Linked DNA regions of Mus musculus: regions 1 and 2 are each linked to region 3. Evidence: chromatin contacts called from public Hi-C data. All regions are on one chromosome and are shown on one strand. Each heading gives the region's core, a stretch centred on a gene start, on an enhancer-like site or on the middle of the called end of the contact. The rest is flanking DNA. Distances are from core to core; before and after follow the strand shown. Region 1 has its middle 6.8 kb from the start of Gm40603. Region 2 has its middle 68 kb from the start of Gm40603. Region 3 overlaps Hivep2 (human immunodeficiency virus type I enhancer binding protein 2).

Region 1 (4,011 bases), core at 1,496-3,995, 300 kb before region 3:
ACAGAACAAGGCTATACAGCATGTCCAGTGCTACAAACGGAGTGACTTGCAAGCACAGAAAGAACTCTTTCACAGAACGCATCCAGCTTTTCTTCAGATAGTGAGAAGACTTTGAGACTATGACATAATTCCTGACTGAGAGTGAGCTACAGTAAGAAACTGGGTCAAAATATCAGGGAGACAAGATGGCAGACAGCAGGTGACATTTGGTAGAGATGGTATCAAGTGTGTGTGTGGGGGGGGGGGAGATGTTCAAATCCATGAAAACAGAAAAGGAAATAAACATTTGATATAGAGGATAGATTTAGTGACTGACTCATGAAAAGGTCTGCATGTGTATTCAGTGTATTCAGGGCCATCTCATTGAACATTGAGTCCAATATCCTGTTCTCTTCCATACTTGATTATTGAGAATCCAGAAGCTTGAAACAATGAATGATAATTCTTTAACAGTAGACTGGAGAAACTACAGACAGTCAGCAGAAGAAGTGGCATGAAACCTTAAAACATCTAATAGATTTTTAAGTGGATGACTGCAGGGTTCTTGACAAATGGCTATAGAGACCCTCTTGAGCCATCGTTTGGGCAATGGCCTGGTTGGGTTGGGGGAAAGTGTTACTAGCGTTGTAGGAGGAATGAGGGCAGAAAGCAGAAGCTAAATTAACACAGAAAAAAGAATCCATGTGAAAGACCCATCCCCACAAAGACTGAAATGTTATAAAGCATGTGCAGAAAGAGTGTATAGTACCCAGACAACCTATACAGGACCCATCATGCAGGGTGTGCGAAGTGTTGAGCTTCTAGCTTCTCTCCAAGCTCTAGACCTCTTTCTTTTTTGGAACTGCTCTCTTCTTTACATAATGCCTCTATTCCCACTACTATCTGTATCTCTCTGCCTAATTTCTTTTTATTTTATTTTATTTATTAGATATTTACTTCATTTACATTTCCAATGCTATCCCAAAAGTCTCCCATACCCTCCCCTCTCCACTCCCTTACCCACCCACTCCCACTTCTTGGCCCTGGCGTTCCCCTGTACTGAGGCATATAGTTTGTAAGACCAAGGGGCCTCTCTTTCCAATTATGGCCGACTAGGCCATCTTCTGATACTTATGCAGCTAGAGACACGAACTCCGGGGGTACTGGTTAGTTCATATTGTTGTTCCACCTATAGGGTTGCAGACCCCTTTAGCTCCTTGGGTGCTTTCTCTAGCTCCTCCATTGGGGGCCCTGTGATCCATCCAATAGCTGACTGTGAGCATCCACTTCTGTGTTTGCTAGGCCCCGGTATAGCCTCACAAGAGACAGCTATATCAGGGTCCTTTCAGCAAAATCTTGCTAGTATATGCAATGGTGTCAGTGTTTAGAGGCTGATTATGGGATGGATCTCTGGGTATGGCAGTCTCTAGATGGTCCATCCTTTTGTCTCAGCTCCAAACTTTGTCTCTGTAACTCCTTCCATGGGTGTTTTGTTCCCAATTCTAAGAAGGGGCAAAAGTGTCCACACTTTGGTCTTCATTCTTCTTGAGTTTCATGTGTTTTGCAAATTGTATCTTGTATATTGGGTATCCTAAGTTTCTGGCCTAATTTCTTATTCAGGGACGCAAGAACCCGGAATCCCAGCAGGTTCTTGCCTTACCCTGATACCTGCTTACGAGCACCAAGGATGCTGCTAAGCATTCTACAATGTACAGAACAGCCCCAATGGAAAGGAATCCCATTCAATGTCAGTCCTACAGAAGCCGAGGAGGAGTAGCTCTAGAGCCTAGACAGTGAGCTTCTGGGATTGCTATATCAAATCTGTAGAACTTGAAAGTTTAGAAATAAAAGGTACTGCCCATAGACTATCTGCATCAGCTTGGGGAGAAAGGCTGTATCTGGACTTTTGAGCACGAGCTCTGGTCAAGTAGATGAGGGGACTCTTGGCTCTTGTAACCCTAAGGCATCATCTTATAAACAAGCCTGTGCATCTCTTATCAAAAATGCTTTATAGGATCGATCGTACTTACCCTCCTTTTAAACTGAGCTCTGCGTTTGCCAAGGCAGCATTCTGATTGTGATCTTGCTTCTTATGTAACTTAGCAACCATAAGAAATGCTGAGTGTCTACCCCACCCTCCACCCACCCAACTCTCTGGAAAAGTCTTTTAACTGCATTTCTAGCCAAGTACCTTGCAGTCTTCCTTCTGGTCTCTTGAATAAGAGTCCTACCTAACACTAAATAAAGTTCTGAGCCACCAGGTTTAGCAGTGCTTCATCAACGCGGGTGAATCGGAGCTGGGGAGCAACTCCAGAGATGTCCATTTTTCTGAAATCCACAGACATTGCGTAATGAGTACTGTTTGAATCCCAGTTTACCCCAAGTACCAAAATGCAAAGCGCCCCCAAAGAACATACTGAAGCCAAATGAACAAGATAACATTTAAACTGCAACTGCAACTGCAACTCCTTGAGTACATTGTATTCATTTAACGAAGATTATTTTCAGAGTTCAGGCATCTATTTAAAGTTCAGAACCTATGATTAATATCTAAATTGCTGATGAGCTGGGGTTTTTTTTTCTTTTTTTGATCCCAACTATTGCCAAGCAATGGCACATCATTAAATGCTGCAGCAGCAAGATTTGCTTCTAAAGAACTGAGCTTATAGAACAGGAGAGGAGGCAGGAAGGAGGAGAGAGTGGGGGAGCTCGAGCAGCTGAATGGTGAGGAGGCCTTTCTTCTTACACTACAGAATGAAAGGCATCACAGCTCTTCCCACACCTGAGATGTTTGTCACTAAAACCACTTCCTTCTCTGAAGTGGGTGGAGACAGTCATTTCGCAGCTCTGAAATTCACATCCTATTCTTCTTCCAGACCTCCTCCTCCGAGCTGCTCTTGGTTCACCCTCCCCATAAACACCCACTCTGCTGCAGGAATTGCAGTTTGCAAGCTGAGAGTCTCTCACGGCAGACAGAGGACAAGCTAAGCAGGGAAAGCAGGATGGGATTTAAGACTCTGAAATTCAATGTCTGTTTTCCCAGGTTTCTGACTTCCCCTAGTATGGAAGCCAAACAAAGCATCATCGGGCATCTTGATAAAGGCAATTGATCTCACCAATTTGCCTTTAAACCAAATATGTTGATGAAATGGCCACCTAACTTCATTTTGATGTGAAGCTCACCTGAAATTCATCTCACAGCCCTTCCAGTTACAGAAGCACCACGTGATGTAAGTTTCTCCTGGGTTCTGAAAACTGGGAGGCTGGCATTGAGCTCTGTGGTTTGTTGGGCTTTGCTATGACAAATGTTTTAGTCGTGCTAGCCCCAAATTAAAGGATGATGCCGAAAATCCTTGCTCATTTGGAAAAATGTTGGAACAAGAATTTGAAGACGATGACTCCCTGAATTCTCCAGGAAATGACATCATCCAGCTCAAACAAACAGCACTTTTCAGAGAGCACTAGTCAGAAGCACAAGCTGTTCTACGTGCCTGGAACTCACCAGGCTGGAGTTCTGGGAAGGGATCTACTGTAAGTTATAGCACGGAGGGCGGCTAAGGAATTTGAGGATGAAGGTCTTCTTGAACGGTTACCTAACTCGTTTCCTCAGTCTCACGCCTTTCTATTGACAACTTATCCCTGTCTGACACCTTTCCATTGTATTTTCAAATATTTTTACCAAGTAAAATCTGTTTTCCATAGTTGATAAAAGAAACTGCCAATTTTTAAGGTTTTGCTACTTAGGACTACAGATATCTACGAAGATGAGTACATAAAACCTTAGGTTTAGGCAGAACATATTTATCTATGCAAGACGAAAGATCCAGGGAAGATACAATGAATGAGAACCAATTTGGACCCAGCTATCTTGGAGTCTTCCTCTGGTTTCTTTAACAGGAGTTCTCCATAACACTAAATAATGGTCCTGGGGCATCATTTCATTTCTGATTGCTGGAGATTGGTTTCTGATTCATCAGTGGATGTAAATATAAATGTAGTTCCAACAATTCACAGAAAAATTAGCCTTTGGAA
Region 2 (3,785 bases), core at 78-2,577, 370 kb before region 3:
TTCCAGATGCAAGGTTGCCTTATTGGGCTCAGCTTTGCACATAGGACTTCTCCTAAGATTTTCACTTTGTCCTTTTTGTAGTCTACAGTTTCTGACACTAGCATGACCTTTCTCTCTTCCTTTCTTAACACCTGCTTAAGTCACACTGGCTGTCACTGTGTCCCCCTCCCTGCCTATATGTCTGCCTCATTTCCTGGCATTCCCTCACACCCCGTGTGACCTTTGCTTTCATCACATTGTCATGTCCTTAGTGTCTAAAATTATTGAAAAAACCTCATTTACCCATGTACACTCTCTACTCTACCATTCTATAAATAGCATATGATTTGATAGTCTTGTCTTAGGATAATAAAAACAGTAATAATATGTCCAGCACAAAACAACTTCTGTAACTTGGAATACAGCCCTTGGTAAGGATGATCAAAACCCTATCTTCCATTTGAGTGCTGCAAAAAAACCAAAAGCCCTGCACTTCACGCCAAGTGCTTATGCTAGTGTTATAGTTAAGTAGTTCTCAACCTATAGGCAGTGAACCCCTTTGAAGGTCGAATGACCATTTCATAAGGGTCGCTTAAGACCATTAGAAAACAGATATTTGCATTATGATTCACAAGAGTCATAAAATTACAATTATGAAGTAGCAACACAAATAGTTCTATGGTTGGGAGGGTCACCACAACATGAGGACGTGTGTTAAAGTGTCACAGCCTTAGGAAGGTTGAGAACCACTGGTCTAGGATAGCCTTCATCTCCAACGGTTTGGTTTAACCACAGTGGCAAAGTCCCTTCTTCAGTGGTACTTTGCCCCAGAAACGACAGCGGATAAAATCCGGAGAAGCCTCGCTTGTCAGCAACCTGTCTTCCAATCCTTAATCAATGGGAAACGTCTGGTAGAGAAGATATTGCTTTAAAAGGACAGCAGTCTAGATAGCTAGAGACACCTGGGTTTGTTTCTTCAAAGGTTTGGGGAGCTCACTGTGAAACACGGACTGCATCCTTCCATTCCTGCCATGGCTATATGAGTCCACTGGGTGACGCCCTGCTCCCTCCTTCAGCTCCTTCAGCCTGAAGGCAAACCATCTAAAGACCAGGCACTCTCTGGATGGTTGGGCTGTCTCTGGTGAGGGCACGGACCTTGTCATTTCTCACGGAATAGTAAGAGGATTTCTTTTATAAGACAATGAAATGATACTATCCCTCACTTTGATTCTCTAAGTACTGTTAAAGTAATACTATAACAAACAGGATTCATCACCTCAAGGATATCAATTTCAGGCAGGCGACTGTAAATATTTACATCACCAGCAGATGGCACTGTCCTATTAACAATAGACTAACAGCCCTAGACCACAGCGTTCTGCATCAATCCTGCAAGGTTGGTGATGCTAGATACTGCACTGCTCAGCTCTTGCGTGGGGTCAGCCTTGAAATCTTTGATCAAACAGCCGAAATGTTTGCTCCGTGCTTTTGGTGAACGCGCATGGTAAATGAAGAAAAGAGAAATGTCCAACCTTCTCTTTAAATTTCATTTTGCCCTTCCCTACTTGCTTAAAATCACATTTCTGAGAGAAAATGTTGTACTGAAAGGAAGAGAAACAAAATACGGCTAAAACTCCTTTCTTTTTCCTTTTCTTTTTTTAAATTGAAATAGATTCTTATCTCATACAATAGATCCCAACAAAACAGTTTCCCCTCCCTTCACCCATCAAGGACCTACTCCCTTTCTTGATCCCTTCAGAAAAGACCAGGCCTCTAAGAGACAATGACCAAATATAACAAAACAAACTACCTCAGACAAGGCAAAAGGCCTCACAGTGAGGCTGAACAAAGCAACCCAATAGGAAGGTCCCAAAAGTAAGCAAAAACGTCAAGAGATACACCTGCTCCCACAGTTAGGGGTCTCATAAAAACAAGCTAACAGCTCCATCGCATACACAGAGGATCTGGTGCAGAGCCACACAGGCCCCAAGCTTGCCACTTCAGTCTCTCTGAGCCCTGCTTAGCTGATTCTGTGGACCACATTCTCCTGGTGTCCTGAATTCAGACCCTCTGACTCTTACAATCTTGCCTCTACTTCTTCCACTGGCTTCCCTGAGCTCTGAGGGGTGGGACATGATGGAGACCCCCAATTTAGATTCTCTCTCCACATACTGTGTCTGCATCCACTCCCACCCGCTGCCAGTGGATGCCTCTCTCATGATGCCTAGAAACGGCATAGACCTATGAGCACAGCAGAATCTTAAAAGGAAACATTTCTTGAGTTTTGTTTCTTTTCGTTTTATTGTTTATTTTTATTTCGTTTGGTTTTGGTTTTGGTTTTGGCAAGTCAAGTTGGGTTCTACCCTAGGTCTCTGGACTATCCAGTCTCCAATTCCTGACCAGTGTCCTTCACGGGGACCCTCTAGTGGAGTGGGCCTCAAACTAAATCAGACGTTAGATGGCCACTCCCAGGAGTTCTGGGCCACCCTTGCTCCAGCACATTTTGCAGGCAGGACAGATTATAGGTCAAAGGTTTTCCGGTTGGGTTGGTGTCCATATTTCTCTTTCAGTAACCTGAAGAGTACCCTCCCACAACAAAGAGACTAGAAAGTCAGGGAGAAGGTTCCATGGAGGAACCAGCTCGACCGCTCCGTGTTCACTGAGCTGTGTGAATGTTCAGTGCTGCTGTTGTGCTCAGCACTGGGGCCCTGCTGTCAGTTTGCAGAGAGCAGCCCTCTGTTTGTGCATCAGCCTCAGTTGTTTGGGAGTCTCCCTGGGACCCCCTCAGCCAACAACTAAGCCAAATGCAACCTGGTCCTGCCATAGTTTTTTATTTTGTTGGGTTTGTTTGTCTGTCTGTTTGTCTTTCAATGTGCTTTTATTTGGTTGCAGTTTGCTGGGGGTTTTGTTGTTGTTGCTGTTTGTTTTGGTTTGGTTTAGTTTTTCTTTTCTTTTCTTTTTTTTTTTTTTGGTGCTGTTTTATTTTGTTTGCTTGGTTGGGGGATTGTTTATTGTATTTTAGTTGAGAAAGAATTGAAAGTTGGGTGGATAGAGGGGGATGATATGGAAAAACTTGGGCGAGGGGAAGAATATAATCCAAAGACATATTTAAATTTAAATTTTGTTTTAAATAATAAAATATATAATAAATTTAAAATGTTTTTGATGATGTTGGAAATTGAGACCAGGGGCTTGGTAGAGGCTAGGTAAGCACTCACTACCACCTCCAATTAAATGATCTCCATTTAGTATTGATTTAGAAATAAGGTTCTCTTAAGTTATTCAGAATGGTTTCAAATCCACCATATAGGCCAGGCTGTCCTCAGAATTGCAGTCCCATTTCTTCAGTCTCCCAAGTAGCTGGAATTACATGTCCTTGCCACCAAAGTACCTTTGGCTTTGATTGTTCTATTCTAGCTCTATATGAGACTTTTTTGGGAAAAATAGATGAACAAATTAGCACTATGCTTGTGTGTGTGTTTGTGTGTTTGTGTGTGTGTGTGTGTGTGTGTGTTTAGTCTTTGCTTCTAGTTCCTGGTAATCATTTCTAAACTAATTATAAAATCATTGCACACTGTCCTGGATAACAGTAGTCTGGGAGCACCTTTTGTTATAACATTTGGCATTAGTCTTCATTTCCTGGCACAAGAGCTTCAAAGACTCTGGGATCTCTGCAGTGGGGATTGGAGTCTCTTCTCCTATGGTAATGAGCTGACTGGAGGCTCAATGCCTCTAGGTAGCTTCAGGCCATAGAATGGTTGGTTGCCAGATGACCCAACCATGGCATCAGAGGTTTGGCATCTTCG
Region 3 (3,916 bases), core at 1,090-3,589:
GTGTCACAGTACTGAGGATTACAGAAATCATCCTCCAGGGAGAGGGAAAGCGGGGCTGAGGAGGAAGGATAGAGCTACATATATAGTTATAAAAATGCCAAAGCAGATTCCATGCTAAGCTCTGCCAAAAAGAGAACAATTACTCTTACCCATCAGCATGCAGCCTCAAAATTATATTCTCTTTTCCAAATAGAAGCCGTCATCAGATTACAAAAAACGAGGATATCCTGCCGAAACTCAACTAGTTCTTATATGGCATAAGCACAATGCAATCAAGGGACAAGCAGCTATTCCCTCCCACACAAATTATATTCTTCTGTGAAATGTATTTTTAATGAAAAATGCATAGCCCTCCTCCGTGTTTGGTTCTGCGCTCCCACTCCTCCACATAAAAGCATACATTCATTTTGAAGAAAGGGAGAACTGTATACCTCCTTAGGACACCCCCTACACCACAGAGCACAGGAGAATAGACGCATCCTACCCCTCAGATGGATCTTTCCACACACTGTCACTCCTCAAAAAGCAAATCGAGTTGCCAGTGACACCTGGGAGATACTTCAATGGAATCAACCAAGAGGGCTTCACCCATGTTTAAGTGATTTCTTTCTAATCAGATGCATTAAGGAAGCTTAATTTATTCGATTACCAATGACTCAAAACCCCTAGCTCTGAATTTCAATCTCTCACAAGTTTCAAGCGATAAATTGCTTGCTTGTGAGTCACCCTGCTTCTCCAAGGAGCGAGTTCTCAAAGGGAAAGGAAAGGGTTTGGGTAGGTGAGCTTTGCCTGGCACCTGCCTCTCTTTCTTTCTCCTACAGTCATTCGAATTTTAAATGACCAAAACTGAAACAACATGACTTGGCAGGTGATAGGTTTTTGCCATTAGGAAGGCTCATGTGAAAGGAAGAGACAAAAATAATTACAAAATGTCCCATGCCCACTTCATGGAACAGAATGAAACCAAAGAGCTATGAATAAAATACTTCCAGACAGTTTCTTCACCCCACACTTCTTTCTCAGGGTACCAGAGGCAGAGATTATCTCCTAATTTGGTTCCTAGGAAGCAAACTATCAAGAAAGTTGTTGCAGTAAGACTGGTAATGCTACATTAAGAGAAAATGCCCTGATTTTGGAAGGGGTGTGTGGGGGAAATAACAAAATTGGTAAGCAAAATCAGTAATTTCTTTTCATAGTGGAAATCGTCTTAAAAGACCAGAAAAGTAATTCTACCTAAATGAGTAAATGTTATAATTGCATTTCAGTAAAAAGAGTGTTTACATTTTGTCTAATTGGCATTTAAAGAAACCAAAATCATCACCAGAAAGATCGCCACCCACAGAGGCAGCCTAGTGTGCCCTGCCTCACATGTGACCCCCACCCACCTGCTTAAGCCCCGCCTTCCTTCACGCCACAGGAAATTGGGAATCACTTCTGCAAACAAGTAGCAGGAGGAAATGATAAAGACAGGAAGATAAAGAGGAGGAAAGAAGTGGTGTGGAGACAGACAGACAGACCATTTGGGGGAGAGCACACACAGCGTTTTAGATATTGGGGCCAATCTGGCTACAGTTTAGTAATCTTACATTCGTTCGAAAGAAAAAAAAAAGTGGGAAAGGAAGCAAATTAAAAATTCCTGTGTGTTAGTTATAATTCATCTCCACACATATACACAAATGCACAGGTCTCCATAGCTTGTCAAAATAAGGTGCAGGTTAAAAAATAAAATCAGTGCTACATGGATAGCCAACTAAACTCAAACACAAAATTCTTATCACTGTGCCTACTCAACATCTTAAAATTTAGAACCTCTGCTCTTATTCATGGCTAACAACAGCAACAACAATTCAGCTGCTCATGGATCTTTCCAGCAGATATGAAAGGCAACCTCTTAACTAATTAGAATCCTATGCAGCTCTATCCAACCCAGAGTTGCCACCCTCCTCCCCCAGCTGCCCACAGCGGGGGTTCTAACTATCCACTTTCTCGGTCCGGAAATGCACCTTTCCCCACAGGCAGCCACAGCGAAGAGCTAAGGAAAGAGCTGAGCCAGGGATTCGGCTGTTCACAAAAGGAATTCCCCTCCCTTCCCCTCTTTCTCCCTCCCCCTTCTTCTTCTGTCCCTCCCCCGTCATCACTGGTGAATAATATCCCTCACTACCTGCCTTGATCAACACCGTGAGCCCCTGTCTTCAGGCATGCAGGGAATTTAACAGCCTGGAAATTCCTGTTGTCCACTCGCTGAGGTCACAGATAAAGCTAAACAACAGCCGTGGCTCCCATCAATCATAAGTCACTCGCTGGGAGAATGTATGGAAGGAGACCTGATGTAAGCGAGTCACCAGAGAAAATACCCACTGATGACGCATATCCAGGCATAAAAATAGTCACAGGGCCCTCAAAGGGATTATTCAACAGCCTACATTTAGACTTTCTTACAACAGACCTGAAGTCAATGTGCCACAGTAAGTGGCTGAAGTTTAAGTTCAACAGACAGAACCAGGAATAGTTGCTTTAAACATGCTCCCACCGTAACAAGCTGTTTAGTAAGTTTTAGCATCTCTTTCTAAGCATCAAACAGTACCAACCAGCCATCTCACAAAATGCCACAGCATTGTTAATTCTACTCACAACTTTCAAAGCACAATTTCTGCTTATAACACACATGGCCTAAGAACATTAGACTCAAGCAGTCCAGAGATACATTGTCACCACAGGAGATACATAGTCACCACAGGAGATACATAGTCGCCACAGGAGATCCATAGTCATGGCTGTTTCCTCAACTGAAGGTAGGAAAATAGTACAAACTGCAGTTGTGAATCTTTTGTCTCTGGAAAACATGCTTTTAAGTGGAATAAAACTTAATAACAAGGTACACCACAGAAGCTGACATTCTGCTCCCTGTCTTTGCGGTTATAATTGTTCAGAAGTGGTTGGATCATTTATAGGAATAATTATGGTGTGTGTTACATACACCTGCTACATGTGGAACATTTATGTGCTCATTAAGATTAATAGCTCATGAGCATGACCACTGTTCAACAAATGGGTGCATGAAAATAAGAAATGATGAGATCTTAACCAAGCAAGTGACAAAATATTAATGATGGCATAAAGCCTGGATTGTTAGGTTGTTGTTGTTGTTGTTGTTGTTTTATGAGGAGAAAAATATCTTTTTACGTGTATCACAATTATAATAATAATTCAAGTTATTTGTTCCTTTCCCATCCTACTCAAACATATGTGCAGCTTGCAGATCAGAAAAGGCTGGATTTTGACATATTTTCTATCTGAATATCTAAAAATGTTCCCCTCCAAGTTTCCTACGGCGAACAATGAAGGAAACTGGCTATCACAGACCCTAAAATTCAGCCTCAGGATTTGAACACCTCGCCTGCTTGCTATGTCCTCCTCCTTGTTAGCCTTACTTGGCGATTCTCCGAATAATGCAGATTTCCACTGTTGTCATGCAAATTTATCAGCCACACAGAAGGGATCTGTGATAGAGTTGATCTCAGTACCTGATGTTACTGGCTGCCCTGCCTACACGACTAGCAAAGGGCTCTTAGCAACAAGACTGTCACTCTGACAGAGCATTGCGGGCTTTTGTTTTAGAAGTATCTGACTTCTCTGGAACAGCAAAGGTGACACCTTTCTCTACTGGTAAGCTCTTCACCACTTTCCTCAAGTATGATAGCAGGGCTATAAATACAGGTGAAAATTATTTTTAGTTCAAAGATTTTTCACAGAGTGCTCGAATTTCTCTCCTATGCATATGTGTCAACAGTATGTGGCCTAGTTTAAGGAACCTAACCGGAAACGTTCACGGGTGCCCCCTAGTTGAGAATCACTAAGCAATGTGGGAGAAACACATGTGCACTTCTACCGGTTAAGTCATCCATATTGCAGCGGT

Evidence for each region. Hi-C and Micro-C count contacts between places; a contact is called where the count stands out from the background.
Region 1: a Hi-C map of cortical neurons shows a contact between it and region 3, with 3 times the contacts expected there. The contact joins two enhancer-like sites. A contact is called at or near these places in 4 of 484 Hi-C or Micro-C datasets (cerebral cortex, cortical neurons and regulatory T cells) and 2 of 115 datasets of contacts at active chromatin or transcription factors (neural progenitor cells and pancreatic cancer cells).
Region 2: a contact with region 3 is called in a Hi-C map of cortical neurons, with 3 times the contacts expected there. The contact joins two enhancer-like sites.

Annotation. Positions count from the first base shown.
Region 1 is chr10:14,313,580-14,317,590 of GRCm38.p6, reverse strand. No RefSeq gene overlaps it. Among named protein-coding and RNA genes, the nearest start is that of Gm40603, 6.8 kb to the left of the region's middle. Within about 2 kb of position 2,745, at least 66 of the 459 cell types and tissues checked have an H3K27ac peak or open chromatin away from gene starts, as enhancers often do. A contact at or near this core is called in cortical neurons, pancreatic cancer cells and regulatory T cells, where this site is marked.
Region 2 is chr10:14,388,718-14,392,502 of GRCm38.p6, reverse strand. No RefSeq gene overlaps it. Among named protein-coding and RNA genes, the nearest start is that of Gm40603, 68 kb to the right of the region's middle. Within about 2 kb of position 1,327, at least 17 of the 459 cell types and tissues checked have an H3K27ac peak or open chromatin away from gene starts, as enhancers often do. A contact at or near this core is called in cortical neurons, where this site is marked.
Region 3 is chr10:14,016,359-14,020,274 of GRCm38.p6, reverse strand. The region is part of intron 1 of Hivep2 (human immunodeficiency virus type I enhancer binding protein 2); the gene reads right to left. Among named protein-coding and RNA genes, the nearest start is that of Hivep2, 52 kb to the right of the region's middle. Within about 2 kb of position 2,339, at least 168 of the 459 cell types and tissues checked have an H3K27ac peak or open chromatin away from gene starts, as enhancers often do. A contact at or near this core is called in cortical neurons, pancreatic cancer cells and regulatory T cells, where this site is marked.